Linked DNA regions of Sus scrofa: region 1 is linked to region 2. The links are chromatin contacts, called in public Hi-C maps. All regions are on one chromosome and are shown on one strand. The core of a region is the stretch at or near the end of the contact, and the rest is flanking DNA. Distances in the headings are between cores, read along the strand shown. Region 1 overlaps NRP1 (neuropilin-1). Region 2 overlaps NRP1 (neuropilin-1).

The links. A called contact is a pair of places that touch in the nucleus more often than the background predicts.
Region 1: a contact with region 2 is called in a Hi-C map of fetal liver, with 2.5 times the contacts expected there. The contact joins two enhancer-like sites. A contact is called at or near these places in 6 of 47 Hi-C or Micro-C datasets (brain, embryonic fibroblasts, fetal liver and 2 more) and 2 of 2 datasets of contacts at active chromatin or transcription factors (alveolar macrophages and skeletal muscle).

The regions. Positions count from the first base shown.
Region 1 is chr10:56,405,770-56,411,934 of Sscrofa11.1, forward strand. The region is part of intron 3 of NRP1 (neuropilin-1); the gene reads right to left. Among named protein-coding and RNA genes, the nearest start is that of NRP1, 22 kb to the right of the region's middle. Within about 2 kb of position 4,517, at least 18 of the 83 cell types and tissues checked have an H3K27ac peak or open chromatin away from gene starts, as enhancers often do. A contact at or near this core is called in fetal liver and liver, where this site is marked.
Region 2 is chr10:56,296,106-56,302,794 of Sscrofa11.1, forward strand. It overlaps NRP1 (neuropilin-1), which reads right to left. Exons shown (of 18, transcript XM_021064971.1): 13 at 3,554-3,613. Among named protein-coding and RNA genes, the nearest start is that of NRP1, 130 kb to the right of the region's middle. Within about 2 kb of position 2,451, at least 9 of the 83 cell types and tissues checked have an H3K27ac peak or open chromatin away from gene starts, as enhancers often do. A contact at or near this core is called in fetal liver and liver, where this site is marked.

The DNA.
Region 1 (6,165 bases), core at 3,267-5,766, 110 kb after region 2:
ATGGCTCCCTCATACATATGCAAACTCAGGTGTGTACACATCTCCATAAAAGGCCTATTGTGCAAAACAGAATATAAAGTCTGCCAAGCCACACCAAAAAGTTTTATTTAGAACTATAAAAATGATCACCACAAAGCTGAGCTTTAAGAGATGAGTCTATGGAACACAAACATTAGACTTTACTGAAATCAGAGAAATTAATCCAAAAGTTGTCAATGGGCTTACCCAACAACTAGATATTGAATTTTATTTCTGATAACTCTGTGCTCAAGAAAAATAAACAGGCATGCCTATTCATTTAATTAGCAAAAGTACATGTTCCAAATGAAACTCTCCTTTACCCTTCTGTGGTTAGCCTCTGTCCTGAAGAGGCTGTTGCAACATATGGATTAAAGATGGCAGACTGGCCACACTTGGGCTCCACTTTTTCCTCCAGCCCACAGTGGGCACTGCCATCTATTCTGCCACATTTTTTTTCTGGGTTTTCTCGAAGGCACTGCAGGTGGCAACTAGTCATCAATCAGAGATATCATGTGATGGCAAACATATCTGCCATCCTCCAAGTGGCAACATAACAAGTATGGCAAATTAATTTGTGGCCTTCTCCTTCCCTTAAGACTAAGTGGTCAAACCCATTTTTGTTAGCATTGAACTTGATCATCTTCAGAAGCAATAGAATGTTGTGTGTACGTGCACCCGCATGTTCATTGCAGCACTATTCACAATAGCCAGGACATGGAAACAACCCAAATGTCCATCGACAAATGATTGGATTCGGAAGATGTGGTATATATACACAATGGAATACTACTCAGCCATAAAAAAGAATGACATAATGCCATTTTAAGCAACATGGATGGAACTAGAGAATCTCATACTGAGTGAAATGAGCCAGAAAGACAAAGACAAATACCATATGATATCACTTATAACTGGAATCTAATATCCTGCACAAATGAACATCTCCTCAGAAAAGAAAATCATGGACTTGGAGAAGAGACTTGTGGCTGCCTGATGGGAGAGGGAGGGAGTGGGAGGGATCAGGAGCTTGGGCTTATCAGACACAACTTAGAATAGATTTACAAGGAGATCCTGCTGAATAGCATTGAGAACTTTGTCTAGATACTCATGTTGCAACAGAACAAAGGGTGGGGGAAAAAATGTAATTGTAATGTATACATGTAAGGATAACCTGACCCCCTTGCTGTACAGTGGGAAAATAAAAAAAATTATAAAAAAAAAAATAAATAAATAAATCCAATGGGATAGAAATTCAAAAAAAAAAAAAAAAGAATGTTGTGTGTATATTTCAGAAGCATCTCAAAATGTCTGAGGTGGGACCTACAGTCTGGGTTTTTTACTATTGACGTTCCTGGTACCACTGTTTTTCCAGACCCGAAGATGGAGACATTTACTCTTCAACATCCCTGTCTCCAGCTCCCCTTGAATCCTATCCCTGGGCAAGTTCTGTCAAAGTCTCCTTGAGGAAGCCTTTCTTTCTGTTTCCCCTGCCACTTCCATTCAAGGAGGAGTGATGGGGACTTTTCCTGGGAGGAGATGAAGATGGAATAATGAGAAGAAGCATCTACCCATTCACTTAGTCATTAATATTTTTGGTGAGGAATTACGCTTATACCCTGGCTAGGGGTATGAGGTAGGAAAGATCCCGTTTCTTTCTACTCTTTCTGTTGAATTTATTCCATGTGCAGAGCCAGTAAAATGGCTGCTGGGGCTATAAACCAACTCCAAAAAGCCACAGCTGACTGTGTTTCGTTCTCACCGAGATTCCTAATATGAATCACTCAGAGGCCATATCCCAAGCTGCTCTGCCAACCTGGCTTCTGGCAAACATATATTCGGAAGCAACCCCAGACCATCCTGGGAAGCTTTAGAAACCATGTGCTCACTCCTTCTAAGCCTAACGCTTCCTGAGGTCTGTCACTCAAGGCCTGCTGGAGGGTGAAACGGAGTTGACTGGGACCAGTAATTACAGGCAAAGAGGGCATGATCTGAGGTTAGAATAGCCAGGGCCAGGCATGGAGAGTAGGCAACCGCAAGTCAAGTATGCAGGGCGGGAGCTTGAGTGAACCTGGGAAACAAGAGCAGCCCAGCCGGGGGCTGAATCACAGAGGGTCTGGGAGCCCCAGCTGAGGGTTCCAAGCCTAGAGCATCAGCGCCAAGAACAAACTTGATGCTCAGCCAAGAGTTGCCTCAGCCAGACGTTTTCTATATGCATCTTGTTTGGAGCGAGAGCCAGGTCCCAAGGGGGCCTGTCTTGGACCTGCAGGGGAAGATAATGAGGGATTTGCAAGCTGGGAAGGCACAGAGGGCACAGAGGACCCTCCTGACGTGGCAGCTCCAGTGTTAGCACTGTCTTCCTGGAATGTAGGTCACTGGCACATCCTAGGTGATGCGTACACAGCGAATGAGTGAACGAATGAATGAGGTAGCAGGCAACAGTTGAAGTCTCAGAGGAAGCGTTCTGGTGTCCAAGTAAACCATGTTTCACAAAGTGCCTGACTTTATCCCACCTTTCAAGTTGGTGAGTTTCTGAACTGATGACCCTGTGTGTTTTTTTCCCAAGTCTACTCGTGATGAATGTTGAACAGTGAACCCGTGTTCACTATCGATCTCCAGTGCCTGTGTAATCAATACCTAAACCAAACCCTCAAACAACATTGATAAGAAACATGAATAGTTTAAATCTCAAGGTCAGGGCCAGGAAGGCTGGAATGACAAAAATAATGGGGGTGGACAGTTCAAGTTCTTTTTTTAGGACGGTGTTTAGAAATACTAGACATTTTCCAATGAACCCTGGGAATTAGCTAAATAACTTCAGACGTTAGTCCGCCATTGATCATTTGCTTTAACACAAATATGGCTCAGAAGGACCAAACAGAGGAGAAAAGTACAATGCATACGTTCATTCATTTTGGGTCCTGTTTATACATGTTTACATTTGCACCCTGAATGACTTGAATGACATTCCTTCCTCATGGGTAGCACATCTGTGTTTAAGGTGTTCAGACGTGCCTGGTCGGATGTGCTAAGGAAAGGAAGCACATCGGAGTTTTAGCCACATTGCTGTCCCTGTTCCGCTTTTGGCAAGTGGCCTTGTTTTTATACATTTGGGTGATTTCACTCTAAAATGGGTCTGGTACAAATAAACAATCTCCCAAGGATGTGTGAATTAACCAGTGCTTAAAAGAGCTTGGAAATGATGATGTGCTCTCAATGCAAAGTCAAATTATGAAATTGCACCTTTGCAAAAATGCTATTGTGGGAATAAATGAATCTGAACATTGTATTTACAGTGTGATTTGCTGCTGAAATAGAATATTCATAATGGGCCTCAGCAGGCGATAGCAAAGTGCCATCTTATCTCCTGTTGATAGACCACAATTTCAGAAAATTATTTTTACAATGGCATTTGAATAAGCGCCTTAATTCAAGACTGTTTTACAAACAGATACATGGCTTATTACATAGCTTACACTGCCGTTGAGAGATAGAGTGAGGTGGGATTCATGAACAAAATCGCTGTTGTCATTCCTTTGTACTTTTGCCAATGCAATTTCTGTTCTTTACCACCTAATTTTAACAAGCTATGTTGAACAAAACGATAAGGTAAAAGCTACTTCTGTGTCAGTGATCAAACCTGAGTTTAGGTTAATGCTGAGGGTATCGACGGCAGTTAAATTACATTTCCAACTTGGCCTGTGGCTCATCTAGTTTCAAGAACAAACAACTCATTCCTACACAGAATTTCCACTGCCTGTGAGTATTACTGTCAGCAACAGTAGAACAAGAAAAAAGTGTTTCAAAGGGTCACATTCCTGGTTCCTTCCAATCACTGATTAGGTAAAACAGGCCTGTTCATGGGTAAGATTACAGTCTAGGTGAAGAGGCGAACAATTCCTTGGAAGAAATGTTGCCAGAATAGAGTTTTAAAATGTCTGATAAAATTTACGGGCAGAAAACAGACATAAACTTGTCTTGGTGAAAAAAAGAGCAGGCAGAAGCTGTGTTGCGAAAGGCAGGGAGGGTCCGGACTGAGCTGGGGTAGCTGAGATTTAAGAAAGAAGGAAAGAGTCAGGGCGTTGAAGAGGTCTTGTCGAAACCAAAGAAAGGCTCGGGGTTCAGGACCGAAAGGACGTCTTTGGATTTTGCTTTTGTGGCACCAGGAATCCCCTGCACAAGCTGAGTCCTGTTAGATGAGAGGCAAAGGGGTTCGGAGTTCAGAGCCCACACTTCCCATCTCACAGACGAGGAAATTCAGATGCAAAAAGTTTAAGCACTTAAGCCCAGAGCTACTTAGAGGCCAAGTCCCTCCAAGAACTCAGGATGCAATGGGTTCCTAGAGGCATCATCCATGAAGGCCACACCATTAACAAAGCCAGCCCCCCCCCCACCGCCCCGAGGGGACTGTGAGCATGAGGACACAGGACGGGTCCAAAGGGAACAAGCTGAGGGCATGATAGCTCGGCCCCTGCTCATGGCTCCTCCCCCAAGGAAACACAAGCGCTTATCACCTGAGTCATTCTGTTCTTTGGCTGCAGAAAAACTCGAGATTTGACAGGGAGGGGGTGCCCTGGGTTTCCACCCTAGAGATATAACAGAAACATCCAGAAATCCCCCAGAGAACTTGGGCAAGGTGGTGGCATCAAGAAGCTGGAAGAAATGTGGACACGAGCTACGGTGGCTGGGGTGCTTGCTGTGATGGGGGTGGCTGGGCACCCGTGACCGCTTTGTCCCTTCCTCTTGGGTTGACGCTTGCCCATGGTGACACGTAGTGTTGAGAAACCCTTAGGAAAGAGTGTCATGGTGAGAGAGGTGTGAGCCAGGGGAACAGCTGAGACCCTCCCGGTCCACTTCGGGAAACACCCTGGGCTGCCTCAGCCGGACCCCCTTCCAGGACAGCCTCTTTCTGGGGTTGCTCCAAGACACAGGACTGGGTTTTCACATGGTGACCTGGACAAACATGTCTACACCCCTGTGCATGGGAAGCATCCCGTGTTGCCCTCTCTAAGAGAGAAGTTCATGGTCAACATCTTCCCCAGCAAGCCTGCTGTGACCTTAACATGTGCAGTTACTGGGGCTGCCAGCTGGAATGGAAGGAGGCTCTAAATTATTTGTGTGAAATTTATGTAAAGGTAGTTTGGATACGAGCCCAGATATGAATCTTCAATAGACAACGTTTACAGAGTTGTGACACAAAGTCCCAAGAGTTGTGGGGAATGTCAGAACAACTCAGCAATCCGGACATAGGCCTACAATATTAATATGTTTTATGCCTCTGACTCCAAAACAGATTATGGAAGGGACGGGGAAGCAGAAAGAAGAGCTTTCCGGCAACTGCACCTCTGCATTTTTTAAATTTTTTTTTTTTTTTTTTTTGAGATTTGGCTAAAGCTACTCTCATGGAGAAATTCTAGGCTTCTCAAAAGAGTTTTTAGGAGCAAAAATATAAGTTTGACTCTGCTACCCAAGAAGAGGAAGGGTTTACCACCTGGATGAGAAGCCTAAGTGTGCATGTTCAGAGTCCAATTAAGTTAGATCTTTGCCCGGGTTTGGTTCTTCTGGGCTAGATAAACACCTGCGCTGGATGTCAGTTGGCCAGTTCAGTTCAGCAAATATTAAATGAGCAGCTGTTACAGGGAACGCACTGGGTGAGGCCAGTCAAGATCACCTAGAAAGAAGTTGGACGTTTAAGTCCAATGCTTAGGCCACATTGGAATGGGCTGAAATTTGGGTATCGTCTGAGTAGAGTGGCTCCAAAAGGCAATTCAGGGAGAAGATATCTGGGGCAAAGGCAAGACCTTGGCAAAGGCCTGTATTTGAATGTTGGAGGAAAAGAGAAACCGGTCAAAAAGGGAAGTGGTCAGAGATGTGGAGATAAAACCAAGATGGTGCAGCGGCATGAACTGCAGGAGAGAAGAAAGCTTTCGGGTTGCGATGGTGTGGTGCCAAGGCTGAAGAAATTCGGGGCAAGCGAAGGCCAGGGGTGTGGGGCGTGCGAAGAGGAAGTGCCATCTAACATTTGAGCAAACGAGTCAGTCTAGCGGAGGGGACAGAAACTAGGCTGAGAAGGGTCAAGGAAATAAGTCCTGGGCTGCAGGTGCCACATACGAAGCCCTTGGCAGTTACAGGAAAGGGAGAGAGAGG
Region 2 (6,689 bases), core at 1,201-3,700:
AAGTATGTGAACTTGGGTATTTTTGTAATGGCCAGGACAGAGGACAGCTTTGCCTGAAGGAGGAATTCAGGCATTTCTCCTGCTCCAGTGAATGGAAATCAGGCTTTACCTTCTACTGCTTCTTTCCAATCTATAAATTTAACATGATGATCTGCTCTAACTTTTTGTATTTCACCACTCGTTTATTTCCTTGTTCCAATCATATAATTTATGGCAATCTTGTTAAATTAAAATAATTTTTTTAAAAAATCAGTGTCTTTTGTGGAGACAGGGGTGGAGTCAGAGTAGCTCACAGCTGAAGATTCAAGCCTGGCTAAAAAGACTACTGAAAACTGAAAATACACACAAACATTTCTAGAAGGGGGGGGGGGAGATAGGCAGAGAAGAAAAGAGAAAAGAGCAATGAAATGAATATACAGGACTACGTGTGTGTGACCTTTCAATCTTCAAAAGAGTACCCAGGCCCTGTGGCTGCACAGTTCTCATTAAATTCATTGGGAATAATCTGGCTAAATCCCCTCTTGACTCTTAAAAATAGCAGGAAACAATATTCTGAACTTAAAACAAATTGATAGCTGCTGTGAGCCAGAACTGGCTGTGCCTGGTGGATCTAGCTTGCCTGCAATTAGATCATTAGCACTGTATATGCACAAGGATTTGATTTTCAAATCTGGTCTTTAGAACTTCTACGGAGTATGTGTGCTCGCTTACTCATAGGCTGGTCTTTCAGGGGGAATACGTGGAGGTGCCCAGGTCCATGTCACCAGAGGTCACACACGGACTCTGAACTATTCCATGGAATGTTTGAGGATCCTTGGAAGGCAAGAGGCTTCACCCACCAGGCAGAGCTTGATTTAAAATGCAGGGCTTCTCATCAGTTCCTGGCAGAGCATCAACAGACTTTTATGCATCTAAGTACAACCCAGACTGTATATGAATATTATATGCCCCCTATAATGTTATATATATACTACATGCCCCGTATATATAATATATTGAGAAGAATCCTCAATGTGAAATCTTCAGATTCTGATTGAGTCTCTAGTGGCTTCAGCAAGTCAGATGATGAGGACAATTTAGGGTCTGATTTGCTGCTGCTTGTCAAGGTGCCTGCAGGATAGGGGGGATCCAGGTATCAGCAGGTGGGTACTGTTCTCCACGGGGTGAACACCTCAGTCAGACCTGGCCTCTGACTCCACACACACTCAAGTCCTAAGCATTGGCTTAGCCAGGAGGTGACAGTGAACAGAACTCCTCAAAGAAGTCAGACAGTTCACTACTCACAAATGAAGACCTTGGGAACCAGATTCATGACTCGGGCAATGGAAAATAGGAAACCAAGCTGAGCTGGAAAGGGCTCTGGGGTGACTGTGAGCCAGACCACCCCTACTGGTAAGCCCTGTGGTTCTGCATCAGAGAATAACAAACCTGACTCCGTTTTGGATCTATCCCTTTAGCTCCAGCCCTTGTTGGTATGCTGCCTGTGCTTGGGCATGCTGGCTCTGCACCTTTTATAAAAGAATGCTGCCTATAGCCTGAAATTCACAGAACAGCCCATTCTCAAGGCTGACCTTGAAAGGTGTAACACATATAGTGAAAAAAAGGTGCAGATCAGAAAATAACAATGGTCTTGTTGGAGGTTTATAGGAATATTATGATCAGACTTATGTGGACGCTGCAAGAACAAAGGATTCCTGTACTAAGACGTTTGCAACCACCAGCTACATCCCTTTCCCTTTTGGTATAAAAGAAGTTTGAGTTCTAACTGGGAGAAACATGGTTCTTTGGACACTAGTCCACCGTCTCTGTCTGCTGGCTTTCTGAATAAAGTCACGATTCCTTGTCCCAACACTTTGCCTCTTGGTTTATTAGCCTGCCAAGGGATGAGCAGTATGAGCTTGGGCTCAGGATAGTTTGACACAAATTTGTTCAGATGGTAGTACCTCTGCCCTTGGACCACGGCTCCTCTGTGAAGCCCTTATGCCAGTGGCCTTGAACTCTTGCACAAGTCAAAAGTTCACAATGCTGTTCCTGCTCTTCCTGCTCGGATATTTCAGACCTCTGACACTGAGGGAGAGTTAGCCTGTTTGGGGATCTGATATACCTTTCCATTTTTGTCAAGGCTGTTGTACAAGCTAGCTGGCAACTTCCTAGTGGTTGTAATGAACTATTTGGCAAGAAGAAAAACTACAGCAAGAGCGAAAATATTTGTTACATTATTAGAACTTTGCTTGTTCACTTCACCCTTCTTCCCTGTGACAGAGGGTCAGAGAGAGGCTGCAGGCAGTTCCCCCCAGAAAACCAATCTGATGGGGCTGAGGGTGAAAAGGAAACCGGGAATTTCCAGGGGGAAAGACAGGAAGCAAGCAAGAGGCAGGTCCACCCAGGAGGCCTGGATGGTCAGCCAATCCCTGAAGGCCACGTTTTATAACCTGCAGAGATGTGGGCGGGGCCTCTGCATTGTCAGAATCGAGGCGCGCACACTATTTTCCTCTCTCACCTTCAGTATTTGGGCCTGTTTGAGCTGAGTGGTAGCAGGGATTCCGGCCACTCTGAGCACACCCCAGGGCAACCTGGGGTTAAGTTCCACCAAAGGGAGGTTTATTTTGCAGTTTAATCAGGTTGAGAGTGACAGCACCCTTTAAGGAAGGATGCTAATTAGAGCGGTCCTTTCTGCCTTCTGCTGGCTGGGGAGGGGCTGCTGTTGAGGAAACACTGATGTACACCACATGCCCCATTAATAAGTGACCATGGAGGCCAAGGTTGAGTGCACTTCGAGAGAGGAAGTGGGAGAAGCTGGTGAGCAGACCTGTTCACCTCAGTGCAACGATTAACTTTAAAGTATGTAAAACCTCTGTTTGCTTATACGGACTGTTTCCCTCGTGTGTGTCGGTGGGGAAGACTTTCAAAACATACTAACAAAATACAAGAGAGTGAGGGGGAGGCCCCCGTTCCCCTGTGGCCGGGCCCTGATCAACAGCAACCCGGGGGCTCTAAAAGGCATCACGGGGCTCTATGAATAAAAGGCTTCGGAGGTGCCCTTCCCGAAGATGCGCCTCTCCTGGTGCAGTGCCAGCTCTGGTTTCCTGCACCCCTTCCCATGACCCGCCCACTGGAAACGCAGCTGTAAAACTGCCAACTCCGTGGCAGGCAAAACTGACAAACTTCGCCTGTCTGGGATTTGCAGAGTGGCGATGAGAATAAATAGGCAGGCTGCTGCCTGGGAGATTTCCTTCTCCTGAGTTTGCAAACACAGTCCGGGTCCTAGATGTGCAGCGTTTAAACAAAGTATGTTCCTCAGTTCCTTCCGAGGAGAGCGGGGATTGTCACCATTTGGCAGTGAGTGATGGAGAAGGAAATCGCGCTTCCTGTTGCACATACATGTGGATGGAAGGAAGGCGGTGTCGAAGACTCCTGCTTGGGGACCAGATGCTGGTGGCACCTCTGCTAGGACTTTGAGGGGAATGGGAACTGACAGGAGTGGGGATGCGCTATTTCAGGGGGAGAAGACAGGTACGAGGGAAATGGACCACTTTTCCCTTGTATTTGGTACCTGATTGTATAGTGCTGTCTATGATGGTTGGCTTCTCTGTGGTCAGCACGGTGGTCCCTCCTGAAACACAAAGACAGTAACATTCGGAGATGAGAAGAAAGGCAGCATTGCAGGTAATATGCAGCAGAGACGCTGTATGCATAGGTACATCTGTCAGAAGCACATGGTTCCTTTAGATCATCCTGGATCCAGCTATAGGAATTGTCTTATTTAAATTTTGCTCACCACAGTATCAAATTCAAATAAGCCATTATTTTTGACCCTACGTACTTATTCATCAAGCATCCAGGCGGTATTCCAAGGGCATTCCCTGACTCCCAGACTGAGTGACGCTCGCAAACTCAACAGTGAAAAGCAAAGGCCTCCCAGGGTCCTTAGCGACTCGGGTATTAAACTTGACCTGGACCTCTAAGCTTCAAATAGTTTCCCAAGGCTTCAGATGTGTGCCTTTGGAGGGGGTGTAGGGAGGGGAGTTGCAAAGGCTGGTCCCCACAATCTATTTTCAAAACTGAAGGTTTCAAGTGGCTGGCAGTAATTCGCCCTTTCTTTGGCTGCTGTGGTTGTTTATTTTTCCCAAGGACAAATATTCTACCCAGTATGTGGTTCAGAGAAACGGCAGGAAGAGGGGAAAGGGGAGACACATTTCTTGACAGTCCCAAGGCAAGGACTGCACAAAATACCCCCTTGGACACTGCGAACGTCAATCAATCCGTGTTGACTTGTTGACCTGAATTTCTGGGAAGTTTAGCTTCATCCTCTTTGCTCGGGTATCTTAGCTCGGCCATTTCCAGCTCTTCATCATGACACTTTTATTTTTTTTAATGTTTTAATTTTTTTTTCCTTTTTAGGGCTGCACCTGCAGCACATGGAAGTTCTCAGGCTAGGGTTGAATCAGAGCTGCAGCTGAGGCCTACGCCACAGCCACAGCAATGCGGGATCCAACCTGCATCTGCGACCTATGCCGCAGCTCACAGCAACGCCAGATCCTTAGCCCGCAGAGCAAGGCTGTGGATCAAACCTGCATTCTCGAGGATACTAGTTGGATTCCTAATCCCCTGAACCACAATGGGAACTCACCGCCCTGCCTTTTTTAGAGTTTGGTTTTAAAGTACTGTTCTTCAACCTGCCCGACCACAGACCACAAGCATCACCTGAGTGCTAATTGTAACACTGGTGTGCTGTGTGACTCAGAGGCTCCCTCCAATTCTGCCATTTACTGCATTCCCGAGAGATAAAATCCTGGGAGACTCAGGGTGATGGCATGAGTGGGTCTGTGTGGGCTGTGGAAAGTTGGGAAGCTGTGATAAGGTGCCACTGTCCACCTTCCAAGAGTATCATTCAATCAAGATTTAGAGCATCTGTCTTCTGGCCGAGCCCTCGTTCCATCCTGCAGCTGCAACGGGTCAGAAATCACCCAGATCATGAATCACAGCCGGGAGACCGTGCTCTTGGAATGGCCTGAAGATTTCTGAGCTGGTCAACGGCAGCACCTGGTCGTTACCCTCGCTCGCCCAGTAAATGTGCTGGCTGAGCGGTCACCCGTGTGCGCGGCCTCGGGGAGGCGGGCGCGAGGAGAAGGAATTATATATATTATGGGTTAAGCAGGTGAATCTGTAATGGCAGAATTGGAGAGAGGCCAGAACACATTAGCATTCCATTCCCAGTGGCCTCACAGGAGAGAGACTCAAGGTGAAAACTCACTTTTTAAAACCGATATGCACCGCTGGTTTTGTTAGAGGTTGGGAGTCAAATTCTGCTGTTGGGTACACAGAGATCCAATGTGAAATTTGGCCTCCTGTGCCTTTGAAGCCAGTTGTATTATCTAATGACTTCAAAGGCATTTGCAAATGAGTAACTTCAAGGGTGAATTTTCATCTTGGCAGGTAAAGGAAAGGGGAGCAAAGTCTTTCCTTATTTCCCTGCGTTTGGTACCGTTCTCCTGGAGTTCAGTGTGGTTTGCAGATAATGAGCATTCTGCGACAATCCTTATCTCCAACTATATCCCTCCTAGGTCCCCCCAGGAGGGGCCACTGAGGTGAGACCATCAGTGTTAAGGACCCAAAACCCCGCTTAAGAGAGCACGGATTCCAATCTCCACGTTCCGGCCATCAGGGTTACAGGGAGAGGGCTTCTACTTGGGTTTCAGGACACTGAACACTCAAAGTTTGCAGCTGTGACAGAAAGAATGAGGAGGAGACAGATGTGTGTGTGGGCTCAGAGGTGAGATGCTCACCTGCGAAAAGGTACCTGGTTAGGGGAGGGCTGGGCTGCTCGAGCACCGTTCCTCAGAAAAGACTAACAGAGCTTCGCAGAGCAAAAGAAGTTTTTCAAAAGGGACAAGTTGGCCATAACACAGTGTGTATGAAGCACAAAAATGCCTCTGAATTGTTTTTAAATTTAACAAATTTGTTTTCATTAAGAATTTTTTTTTTTTTTTTTTTTTTTTTGTCTTTTTTGGAGCCGCACTCACGGCACATGGAAGTTCCCAGGCTAGGGGTCGAATCGGAGCTACAGCTGCCTGCCTAGGCCACAGCCACAGCCATGCAGGTTCCAAGCCGCATCTGTGACCTACACCACAGCTCATGGCAACGCTGGATCCTTAACCCCCTGAGCAAGGCCAGGGATCGAACCTCATGATACTAGTTGGATTCTTAACCTGCTGAGCCACAATGGAAACTCCTTAAAAAACTTTTTAATTGAAGTACAGCTGGATTTACGATGAGGAGCTTCTGGAATCACCTCTTCTTGATGGGAGAATGGAATGAACCTTATCAGCATCCCCAGAAGTTCTTAACATAGGCACATATTGATCACATTATGGAAACAAATCTGCTGGCTTGAGAAAATGACTTTTTCTTTCAGCCAGGGTAATATGTAAAAATAAAGAAATCAGAATGTATTCCCCCCGCCCCATCTACCCCACACATGATTTTTAGACACTGGCGAGAAAGTACAACCTTGGACTTTTAAAGAACTGCCCGTGTTTCCATTCTAAATGACCCACTTTCTGCGGTTTGGAACTCACTGCCATCCACCGTGTGCTCCAGGCTAACCTCCTTGGCCTATTTCATTCACAGGCTTCAGTTTCAATTGATTCAGTCGTGAATGGATGCAAAAATGAGATGGTTGGTTGTTT